Linked DNA regions of Mus musculus: all the other regions are linked to region 1. The links are chromatin contacts, called in public Hi-C maps. All regions are on one chromosome and are shown on one strand. Each heading gives the region's core, a stretch centred on a gene start, on an enhancer-like site or on the middle of the called end of the contact. The rest is flanking DNA. Distances are from core to core; before and after follow the strand shown. Region 1 overlaps 1700037F03Rik (a long non-coding RNA gene). Region 2 has its middle 250 kb from the start of Pcsk1. Region 3 has its middle 140 kb from the start of Pcsk1.

Region 1 (3,674 bases), core at 108-2,607:
AACGACAACTCCCTGGCAGCTGATTTTCAGTGCATTAGTACTGCACAGTCTCAGAGCATTACAAAATAGTGTGAAATATGTAAATAATTTAAAATCCCAAAGATATGCCACATTTTAGTATTAAAAACCAATAATGTAGCTTTGCTGGAAAAAAATAAAAAGCATCCTTCTAGGATACAAAATAAATTTGAGAGGCAGGTTATGGCCTCATTACTTAAAGAATCTCTAACAGGCTTCTTTTTGACACTGCTTAATAATTCTCTGAGCGATTTTTCACACACAGTTACTCTAAGCAGCACTCCCCTTGCTCTTCAGACTTTGACATATCCCCAGCTGCTAGGCCTGTGCTTAACTAAACAGGTACCGTAAGTAGCACAGTAGAGTGTTTATGGAACACAGTAACTATTTATTCTAAAAGATAGGCAAAAGGATAAGAACATTGGATTTTAAAATACACTTTAAACTCCTCTTAGAAAGGTGCACATATTATGCATAATATTTAGTTAAAGTATCACATTGTCAACGGACAGTAAAAAAATGACCTTTTTTTTATCTGTTTTTGTTGTTGTTGTTGTTGTTGGTTTTTTTTTTTTTTTGTCTGTCCGTTTGTTTGTGACAGATGTGCCTCCAATACTATGAAGTCACAAGTCAAGTTCAACTCCTAATTCTTCTGCCTCCACCTCCCAAGTGCCAATTGCACTACCACCCCAAACTTCTTTATCTTAATTTTTTAAAATTCATATGGCATTTCCCCAGTAGTAGGCTGAACTATAAGGGCACACACACACACACACACAAACTTTTTAATTAATCCTGTGAGATATAGAGACCAATACTGATCCTACTTTTTCAAACGGAGAAAGTGAGGCTTAGAAAGATTAAGAAAACCATTCCAGGTCCTTTATCAAAGCAATATTAGTGTATGGCTTGAGCTTCAAACGTTGTGCTTTTATAAACTATGGGAAGACCAAAATGGTAGTAAAGGCTTTTTAGAAGACCTATCAAATACCTTGAATAAGTATTACACATAAAGTCTTAAAATGTGCTGACTTCCTCGTCCCATTAATATTTACTTTCCTATCAGTGCCAGGGTGTTCTAATATTTGTCTTATCCTCTTGCACTTCCCATCACACACATAGACACACACATAGACACACAAACATATACAAGCACATACACTCAAACAGGTATGCACACACAGGCACACACACAAACACACACACACACACACACACACACACACACACACACACAACGAGAGAAAGAACAGCAGCAGCCTCACAGTAGTGTCCCAATGGTAGTAAAAACAGGGCAGAGGAGTTAATGTTCTACCTTAACAAACTTACTAAACAGCAAAAACAGTAAGTGTGACCTCAGAAATGGGGCAGGAAGGGGAGCCAGATCAGTGTACTCAATTGATTGGCTGTACCCTGTGCCTGTTTACTTGCAGGTAAGCTCATTTATGGATCTAAAGGGACAAGAAACAAAGGTATACACACTAAGCCTTACTCCTGGATTTCCCTCACAATTCTGCCCAAGCCAGAGATACGCTGTTTATTTGCAGAAGCTGAGAAGTGCTAGATTTTCCCAAACAGGGTTTGAAATGAATTTTCTGTGAGAATGCATGGATCTTACTGAAGTATACACCTAAGCGACTAGTGTTTCCCAGGGCATGAAACATTCTATGATAGAAAAACATTTGTTGGATTTCACTCTAGTGTGTACTTTGCTAGCCTCTAGCCACCACATTAATGACTAATAAACACTTAAAATAGGTAAAGTGAAACTTGAGAAACAATTTTTACTATATCTAATATAATTTAAACACTTACATGTGGCAAGTGGCTAGAGGAAGAATAACAGCTCAATCACTACTCACTGGAAGCCCTGATACTGCCATACCTTGAGGAAAAAGATACAATTATGACCATAATCGACGGCTAAGAAAATCAAAACCTAAGAAAATTGAGTGACCTGTCCATGGATATAACTGGCAAGTGGTAATTTCTAGATGCTCAAATACATCAGTCTAGTTCAAGGTCTGACGTCTTCATAGCCAGTGGTGCTAAACACTGGCTGTTATGTACTTATATTTTTATATTTTTGTGATTTATTTCCTTAAATTGGAAATAAATTTCTTTACCCACATAAAATATTCACATAAAAATTCGTTTCCCCTCCCTTTACTCCTCATAGTACCTCCTCATCTTCCCTTCCTTCTGTTTCCAGAAAGCAAGCATGCTTCTAAGGGATAATAATAAAACAAAAATAGGACTTTAAAATTTTTTTAAACTACCATATTGGACACAAACAAACAAACAAACAAACAAACTGACTAAAAAAGACCTAGAAGGAAAAGATTTCAAGAGAAGGCACAAGAATCAAAGACCTACTCATTCACACACTCAGGAGTCTCATAAGAACACTAAACTGGAAGACATAATACCTACAAAAAGGACCTGCTGCGAGCCTACCTATACAGTCCCTGCACATGCTTCCTCGGTCTGGGTGAAATCATAGGAGCTTTGGTTATGTTGCTTTAGAGTGCCTGTTCTCTTGGTGTCCTCCATCCCTTCTTGCTCTTATACTCTTTCTGTGCCTTCTTCTGCAGTGTTTTCCAAGCCCTGAGGGGAGGGATTTGATGGAAGCATCCTCTTTAGGACTGTGTTCCAAGGCCTTCCATTCTCTTCATAATGACTGGCTGTGTGTCTCTATTTGTTCTCATTGGCTGCAGGAGGGAGTTTCTCTGATGATGGCTGAGCAAAGGCACTGATCTTTGAGAATAGCAGATGTCATTAGGAGTCATCATATTACTACTTTTTAAATTTTTTAGAACAGCAGTATTTAACTTTACCCTAGGACCTTCACCTACCTAGTATCAGCTTCTTGGTCAAACAAGCAATATCAAGCACGGGTTCCAAGCCCTCAAGGGCCCTTAATTTTAGTTGTTTCTTACTGTATTCCAGTCCCTTACCCTACTAATCCATAACTATCTATTCTATTTACCCTATCCTAGGGAGATCACCCCTTCCCCCAACCAAGTCCCTTACTCTATACTTAACTTCTATGGTTCTATGGATTTTAGCTGTCTTATCAATAACTTAACAGCTAATACCCACATATCAATAGATAGATACCAATTTGTCTTTCTAGGTCTGGATTACCACACTCAGGATGACTTTTTTTTTCTAGTTTGATCAATTTACCTGTAAATTTCATGACTTTTTTTTTTTTTAATGGCTAAGTACCCACTGTGTAAATGTGGCACATTTTCTTTATTCACTTATTTCACTTAGGGGCATCTAGGATGTTTCCAGTTTCTGGCTATCATGAATAGAACAACAGTGAACATGGTTGAGCATTTCTGTGGTAGGATAAAGCATCCTTTGGGTATATGCCCAAGAGTGCTATAATTGGATCTTGAGGTAAATAGATTCTCATCTGCATGAGAAACTGCTACATTGATTTCCATCGTGGCTATACAAATGTGCTAGCAACGGACAAGTAAGTGTCCCTCTTAGTCCAAATTGTCACAGTTGAGCTGTCACTTGTTTTATTGATCTTGGTCAGCCTGATGAATGCAATGTGAGAATTTCAAAGTGGTTTTTATTTGCATATTCCTGATGGATAAGGATGTGAAACATATCTTCTTGTTTCTCAGCCATGTTGAGTT
Region 2 (3,939 bases), core at 1,334-3,833, 310 kb before region 1:
CCCTGAAACTCAATGTTTTACTTACCTGAATAACTCAGAAGGCATTTAGTGATCCCCGTGACTTTTGTTAGTTTACATATAATATCTGTTTGTCAAAGAGAGAAATTTAACTGAGCTTGAAACATTATATTGAGCTTAATGAAGTATCTCTTTTTACATCTTCTACAGTTTTAAATCTTTTTCAGTGTTGTGGTAAAGATGACACATTCATTCATTTTCTTTGGCATTATATATTGGTTGTTATGTGTCATGCAAAATAAAAACAGCCAAAAATGTTTAATTAAATATACAATAGTATTAAGTTTATATTTATTTTGTGCCAGGTATTATTGTTTCAATGACTTAATTATATAACAATGTATTCATATGTAAAACATACATATGTTAATTGGTCAAAATATTTTCAAAATGTAATTTTTATTACAAAATAAAAGAATATGAATATGACAATTTTCAGTTGTTAAAAATATAGATACATTTATAAATAAAACACACATCTATATAATTTTATAGTACATATAAAATTATTATATACCCCATTTTGATTGGGTTTTTTGCTTTCTTTTTTTTTTTAATTAGATACTTTCTTTATTTACATTTCAAATGTTATCCCCTTTCCTAGATTTCTCTCTGGAAATCTCCTATCCCTTCCATCCTCCCCCTGTTCCCCACCTACCCACTCCCATTCCTGGTCCTGCAATACATACCCCTATACTGGGGCATAGAATCTTCACAGGACCAAGGGTCTCTCCTCCCATTGATGACTGACTAGGCCATCCTCTGCTACATATATAGCAAGAGCTACAAGTTCCACCATGTGTTTTCTTTGATTGGGGGTATAGTTCCAAGGAGCTCTGAGTGTACTCGTTAGTTCATATTGATGTTCCTACTATGGGGCTTCAGTCCCCTTCAGCTCCCTGAGTATTTCTCTGGCTCCTTCATTGGGGACCTTGTGCTCCATCCAATGGATGACTGTGAGCATCCACTTCCGTATTTGCCAGGCACTTACAGAGCCTCACAGAAGACAGCTATATCAGGCTCCTATCAGCAGGCTCTTGATGGCATCTGCCTAGTGACTGGATTTGGTGCTTGTTTATGGGTTGGAACCCCAAGTGGGGCGGGCTCTGGATGCTCATTTCTTCAAGCTCTGTTCTGAACTTTGTCTCTGTAACTCCTTCCATGGGTGTTTTGTTCCTCATTCTAAGAAGGAACTAAGTATACACACTTTGGTCTTCCTTATTCTTGACTTTCACGGGATTTGTAAATTGTATCTTGGGTATTCTGAGTTTCTCCCTCTCCCTCTCCCTCTCCCTCTCCCTCTCCCTCTCCCTCTCCCTCTCCCTCTCCCTCTCCCTCTCCCTCTCCCTCTCCCTCTCCCTCTCCCTCTCCCTCTCCCTCTCCCTCTCCCTCTCCCTCTCCCTCTCCCTCTCCCTCTCCCTCTCCCTCTCCCTCTCCCTCTCCCTCTCCCTCTCCCTCTCCCTCTCCCTCTCCCTCTCCCTCTCCCTCCCTCTCTCTCTCTCTCTCTCTCTCTCTCTCTCTCTCTCTCTCTGCCTTTACTACCTCTTAACTCCCCTGCCCATGCCCTTAATAAACTCTATTCTATAGTACACTGTCATGTGGCTGGTCCCTTCGGGGGAAGGGATACCTCAGCATGGGCCCACTGAGGTTCCCCCTTCCCCCATACCTCATCACACCTCCATAGAACGTACCCTTTTTTTAAAATCTTTTTATAAACACATAAGAGATTAAAAAGGAGTATCATTTAATAGGACATTTGAAAACAAAGGTTTAACAGAGATTTTAAAAAGACTATTGAAATCCAATCAAAGGAACTTCACAAGAAAAAAATTATTAAATATTACCACAGATATTTGAAACCCTGTTTTCCCTTTCAGCTTCCACATTTTATGAATAAGAAAAGTCTCCCAATTCAATTTTCCTGAGTGAAAACTGGGGCTCTGAGTACTGACCTATTTTTCCCTCCTTTCAAAACACTATAACCACATATAAAATGTTTACTATGAACAATTTAATGCAATAAACTATTCACTCAATAAATTTCAGACCCTGTGCAACAACAGAACCTACTCATTTTATAAAGCAGTCCACCACCAGAACTGCAGTGTTTACCAATGTAGGAAGGGAAGGGAACACTGTCTGACATTTACCTCTCCTGCTTCCCTCAAGCTTTGCTTTGTTTATACTGCTGCCATTGTCATGAAAATCCTATCTCCTTCCCAAGCTAAGCCATTAGCAGCAGTTATGTGTCTCAGGTTGTGATAAAACACCTTGACTAAACAACCTGAGGGCTTGATTTGGCTCACAGTTCCACTGTGCAGTTCATTGATAGTTCTGGTGATACCATTGCATCTGCAGTCAGAACACAGAATGAAGACTGTTCACGCCCCACTAGAGTTCTGTTTTATTTCATCTAGGCCCTCAGCTTGTGGATACTACTCACACTCGGGGTAGGTCTTCTCACTTAAATTAATATGATCTAAAGAACCCCTCACAGATATGCCGAGTCTTATCTCTTCAGTGATTCTAGGTTCTGTCAAGCTCACAGTCAATATTAATCATTACTCCATGGCATTGCAACACTAAACCAAGCAAGCTTGGGGACAGCCACACAATAGCCACGTGATGTCCTGATGTAAAACAGATTGAAGGATAAATGTGGAAAATGCCTTTTTGCAGCATCCCTTAAATAACGAACGAGAAGTGATTCTGAAAATGTTATTTGACTTGTGTTCATATTCGCTTGTCTCTATGGTATATGGGAATCATCAGCTGTGTTCCTTATAGAATTTTTGGAAGCTCATTCTGTAAAACTCTGAGGAGCCTTAACTTACCAGAGACCCCCTGAGTAAACAACTCAGCCAGGGATGGATGCAAAAGCAAGACAAATTTTATTGTTCCAGCATGCTGTGGTCATCCTGCACAGGAAGGAGAGAGAGAGAACAACCCCACTCAGCCCATTCAGCAAGTTTTTATAGTTTTCAGAGCAGCAACCATTAGGCACAACGTGATTGGCAGAACAGTGTGACTTTTAAACTGATTGGTTTAGGGAATGAGGTGGCAAGGACTTCACTTGTCTGTAGGTGGCCAACAGTCAGTCCACAATGTGTGTACACGCTCTGCCCTTACCCCCCCCCCCCCCATACACACAAGTGGCCAAAGATCAGTGCCCTCCACCCCCTGTTATCTGAGGAAGGTAATTACCCTTTCCCTTCTGGAGGGGAGGGGTACCTAAGTGCTACATGAACTTTCTCTTCCAGGAGAGGAGGCGTCTGGTGGAATTTTCCAAAGGTCCTGAACGGACTTCTTCAATTCACAAATAAATGATTTGATAGATCTTTTTTTAAAGCCTAATTGTATATCTTTTCAACCCTAGATTTTATGGTACAATAAAACGATTGTTTCAAAGCAAAGACAAGGAATCGAGTGAAGCTTTCATTATGCAAACGGAGTTGGTAAATCCAGAATAAAACTTAAATTTCTAAATAGTTTTTGAAGATTTAGTTCATGTATTTTGAGGTATTATTATTTGATTCTTAATTTTTTCTAAATATGAGACTTGGTTTATTTTTATTTCTGTGTAAATGTGTATGTACATGTACATGTGCATGTGTGAAAGTATGTTCATGTGTGCAAATGTCTAAAGATGCCAGAAGATGGCAATGAATTTCCTTTTGATGTAATTTTATCTACTTGTTCTTAAATGAACATGCTGGGTAAATTTGAAGTCATGGGCTATAATTAACTTTGTAAGCATGACATATAAAATTTGCTGAACATTATATTACTTAAAATAGCTACTTCTTCATTATTAAGAGGAACTCCAGAGGCAGGATGTTCTAGATTTGATATCATGGATGTTGTAGTCATGAATAAACCAATCTCGTTTTTCCTACTGTTTTCCCTTCTCAGTCCTGTGTC
Region 3 (4,088 bases), core at 1,081-3,580, 430 kb before region 1:
TAGTGCTCAAATCAAGTTGCATAGCTAAAGCGCATGGATGGTATCGGTACCTGACAGTAGTTAAGATCATTGCTAAGAACCACTGAAGCCAGGCACCTGGCCTCTCCTTACTTTATTCAGTATTAAGAGAGATGTTTGTTGCCATCTTTTCCCTCATAAACATTTTTATTTCCAAGCTAGAGCAAGTTATGGTGCTGTTGTGCATAGTTACTGTACCCATAGGCCAATCCATAGACGGACACTCAGAATTGCTACCACGACAGTGGCACTCAGTTCAAGACTGAAAGATAAATTGGGCTTGCCAAGGTGCAAAGGTCTAAGCAAGGACCAGAATCCAAGGCTCTGAGGCACAAATAGTCAGGCAGTCTTCCAAGTACAAAGTGTTACCATGTTCTTTCAATGACCTCACCTCTGGGCTGAGCCATCTGCTATCTCAAAGACCCTCTTCCCAGGAGTCCACATCCAGGAAGAGTGGGCTAGAACTCATCAAAAGCAACAGGTGAGCCATTTATATTATGGAACATTAAATTTCTGTGAACTAAACTTCAGAGCAGTTATCTTTAGGGAAGTTGTAGTTGATCACATGTTTCTCTTCCAGAGTCAAAGTCCAGGCATTTTATTATGTTTATATATTCTCTGGGCTTTGGGAGTTACTGATACTGTAAGTTCCACGCCCCACGGAACTCTAACATAGTAAACAAGGATTTCAAATGAAGAAAGAAGGGATAATAAATGAAGCAGAGCACAAGCAAAACAGGAAGGGATGAAACATAATGTTAGGTTATAAAACAAGGAACCATGCAAAACGGAGTACAGTCGTGACCTGGCGTGTTGGAACCTGAGGCCTGAAATATGTGTTTAAAACACGAAAGCAGACCAAAAGTAGATTTTATTTTCATTTCTTTTTCTTTTTTCTCTTTTAACCTTTCTGTCTGATACTTGGCTTTTCCTGAGATTTATGTAAGCAGCAGCAGTTGAACAACTTCTATTTTGTAAATTTCAGGCTTGAAAAAATAGGGATGAACAAGACACTCTAAGTAAAATCTGTCCATCCTTTTCCCTTTTAAAAAAAGTTACCTCAAGTTCTTCTAACAAGTGATTCTGAGTAGATGAAGCTAAGACAAAAGAATAACAAGATGGAGAAGGAGAAGGAGAAGGAGAAGGAGGAGGTATAGGAAGAAGTGGTGGTGGTGGTGGTAATGCTGGAAGAAGAGAGAATAAGAGAGGGACAGAGGGAGGAAGGAAAAGAGCTTTCCCCATGGCTTTGGCAACTTAAGAAAGAAGAGGTCAAGCAACAGTTTTATTGGTTTCTAAGACATCTGAAGTATGTTCTTAGTTCTCCATTCTCTGATCCTGCCCTGAGGACTTCTAAAGTCACAGACAGTGGACAGAAGAAGAGTGTCCCTGCATCCAGGCTGCCCTTTGCCCAATACAGCAGGTCAGCTTTAATCTTAGCAGTGTCTTTCATCTAAAAGGGCATATGCCAAGCAAGATGTTAATGTGACACTCTGCACAAGCACACATTATGAGCCCCAAGTGCAGATGTGGCTACATGCATTTCAGAGCAGCCAGCTAGCATCTACAGAAATTCAGACACCTTGATGCCCAGTTGCTGTGTGGCTTTGTGGCATCTTCTACCAGTGTGTCTATGAATATAATTTAATATTATTTAATAGTTTTCTAATAATTTACTCTTGCTCTATCATATTAGAGAATTCTCTAAAGTCACTCTGTAGCAAAACCATAAATTACATAAAATACAGCTTTACATAATATTAACCAGTATTATATATAGATATATAGAGATTATAGTTGCCTTTACCATCATCCTTTCCGTGGTTGAAAACCAAAAAAAGGATATACTGGTGTTAAGTAAGGGTTGCACTGGATGAAGTAGCTTGTCAGGGTGACTGTGTTTGCTCTCTTCACAGAACAAATTCTTAAACGCTCCAAAGTAAGTTTTATTTTTGCTTCAGCCTAGTTTTAGTTGTAGGGTTTGTTAAGCATCAGGTTTAAATTTTCCAGCTTTCCAAATGCCAGGCAAGAATTGGGGCATATCGCTGAGCTATGGCCTGATTCTTATGTTTACTTAGTCATTGACAGGGTCTCACTGTTTTTCTCAGGCTGGCCTTGAACTTGAGGTCCTCACACCTTTACATCCCAGATAGCTGGAATTAAAAGCCTTCACTACTAGATTTGACTTGAAAAATATTCTTTAGTCAAATAAAATCATTTTGAATTAAAATTTGACATTGTTCAAAGCATGCTTGATGGGGAAAAATAACTGGAAACACTCGTCATGGCAGATCAGGTGTGTCCTTCCAAGGAGTTCCACTGGAGGGCAGTGTGTGCTTCAGAACAGGCGAGTGCTTCTGGGTTTGGAGCCGCATTGGTATGAAAATCTACACACCTTGGCAAGTTTTTAATCACAGGGGGGCACAGGAATACTGTATTCCCAGTCCTCCTTCTGACTGCATTGAGGATTAAAACAACTAAAGTGACTATTCAACTGAAGCCTGTCTTTTTTACAGACCCAAGCATGAAGACTATAATAGTTACTTGAAATTCATAAGACCAACTTAAGTCTTCATAGCAAAGCATGTGTACTGGAGAAAAGAGGAAGCAAGGAAAGAAAAGAACAGAGTGGTGGTAGAAAACTACCGCGAGCATTATTACTGCAGTCAGTGAGGCATGCTGAGTGGTGCTGGTGTTTTCAGAGTGGGCTAGAGCATGCTAGACAAGGAGTGGGTTTCCCCTGTAGGATTCTGAGTGGATTTAGACAGGTGGTTTTGGTCCAGAAGCTCTTGAGCAGGGGCACAGAGCAGAGCAATTACAGAAACCCTGTCCAGCGAGGCAGTTGTTGAGGTGGTCAAGGCCAGAGAATGCTCAGCTCTAACAGTGTATGGAGAATAAGAATGGAATCAGTCTGAGAGACAGAAAAGATGGACATGTCCTAGGATTTAATAATCAGTTTTCTGAAGTGGAGGAGGGAGAAATTCTAACATTTTATAACAGGGGAAAAAAAAGTGACAAATAGAAATTGAAGAAAATGGAGGAAGGTGCGTTTTGAGAAATGGAGCCAAACATCTGGAGAATATCCAGAGAAAAAGTACCTAGGAGGTGATGGAATTGTTGAGCCTGAAGATCAGGGGAGGGACGGTAAGGTACTAAAGACAGTGTCATTGGCACAAAGTTAGTAATTAAAATGTTGAGTGTGGATAAGCTCATCCAAGAAGATTGCCAGTACTGGGAGGAAAGAAACAGACAGCTGGACCACCCAGCACAAGTGGTGGGAAGCAGAGGAGGCCACAGTGAAAAAAGACAGAAACAAACAAGACAAACCAAGAGCAGAATTCTCTGTGGAGCAGTGAAACTCAACCAACAGAGGCAAATGCCCCAGAAATGAGCTGCAACACAAAGTCCACAACAGCTAGTGTGCAGGTACCTAACAAGAGAAGCAGATTGCAGAGGCTGCCAACAGTGAATATAGTCTTGCTCCATATAGGTTAGTCCTTTATGAAGCTTATATGAAAAATAAAAAAGAAGACATAGGGTCCAGAGAATAAGGGGAGTAGGTCAGAAGTAGATTTCTTGTTACTGAATTCAAGTGAATCCACTAAAAGTAATCCCTAGCAGAGGGATGCTGATGTTTCAAGAGGGAGGTTGAACTGTAGAGCCTGGTCTTGGCAGGAAAAGCTGAGGTTAGCTTAGCACAAAATAATGGAGACATGAAATCTTCTAAAACTAAAGGCAGACGATGAAAGATGTGAAGGAGAAAAGAAATCAAAGGAACTGGTGCTCAATTGCCTCTGTAGCAGGGTAATTATCCTAGCTTCCTCATACAGAAGGATCAGACCTTTTTTTTAAACAAGAGTTTCTGAAACTACATCTAAAAGTAAAAGAGACTGGTGCTCCTAGGTGGACGTGTGTGATTATGGGGCAGCAGCATGGTAGTTCTTTTCCAGAATTTTGTATAGAACACTATTTAGTCAGGATTCTACAAACAGTTCTTCTCGTACCTACAATGGTGTATGTTTCTAAATGACCTGATAATACAGCACTGGTATTGAAGTTAAAGGAAATGAGTG

Evidence for each region. Hi-C and Micro-C count contacts between places; a contact is called where the count stands out from the background.
Region 2: a Hi-C map of liver shows a contact between it and region 1, with 4 times the contacts expected there. The contact joins two enhancer-like sites. A contact is called at or near these places in 2 of 39 promoter capture datasets (the HPC-7 cell line and cranial neural crest) and 1 of 484 Hi-C or Micro-C datasets (liver).
Region 3: a Hi-C map of liver shows a contact between it and region 1, with 6 times the contacts expected there. The contact joins two enhancer-like sites. A contact is called at or near these places in 4 of 39 promoter capture datasets (the C10 cell line, cranial neural crest, frontonasal cranial neural crest and 1 more), 1 of 15 datasets of contacts at CTCF or cohesin (pro-B cells), 7 of 484 Hi-C or Micro-C datasets (bone marrow-derived macrophages, embryonic stem cells, liver and 1 more) and 3 of 115 datasets of contacts at active chromatin or transcription factors (kidney, large pre-B cells and liver).

The regions. Positions count from the first base shown.
Region 1 is chr13:75,651,809-75,655,482 of GRCm38.p6, forward strand. It overlaps 1700037F03Rik (a long non-coding RNA gene), which reads right to left. Exons shown (of 3, transcript XR_873683.1): 3 at 1,845-1,903. Among named protein-coding and RNA genes, the nearest start is that of Mir682, 8.6 kb to the left of the region's middle. Within about 2 kb of position 1,358, at least 5 of the 459 cell types and tissues checked have an H3K27ac peak or open chromatin away from gene starts, as enhancers often do. A contact at or near this core is called in liver, where this site is marked.
Region 2 is chr13:75,341,023-75,344,961 of GRCm38.p6, forward strand. No RefSeq gene overlaps it. Among named protein-coding and RNA genes, the nearest start is that of Pcsk1, 250 kb to the left of the region's middle. Within about 2 kb of position 2,584, at least 5 of the 459 cell types and tissues checked have an H3K27ac peak or open chromatin away from gene starts, as enhancers often do. A contact at or near this core is called in liver, where this site is marked.
Region 3 is chr13:75,225,456-75,229,543 of GRCm38.p6, forward strand. No RefSeq gene overlaps it. Among named protein-coding and RNA genes, the nearest start is that of Pcsk1, 140 kb to the left of the region's middle. Within about 2 kb of position 2,331, at least 38 of the 459 cell types and tissues checked have an H3K27ac peak or open chromatin away from gene starts, as enhancers often do. A contact at or near this core is called in liver, where this site is marked.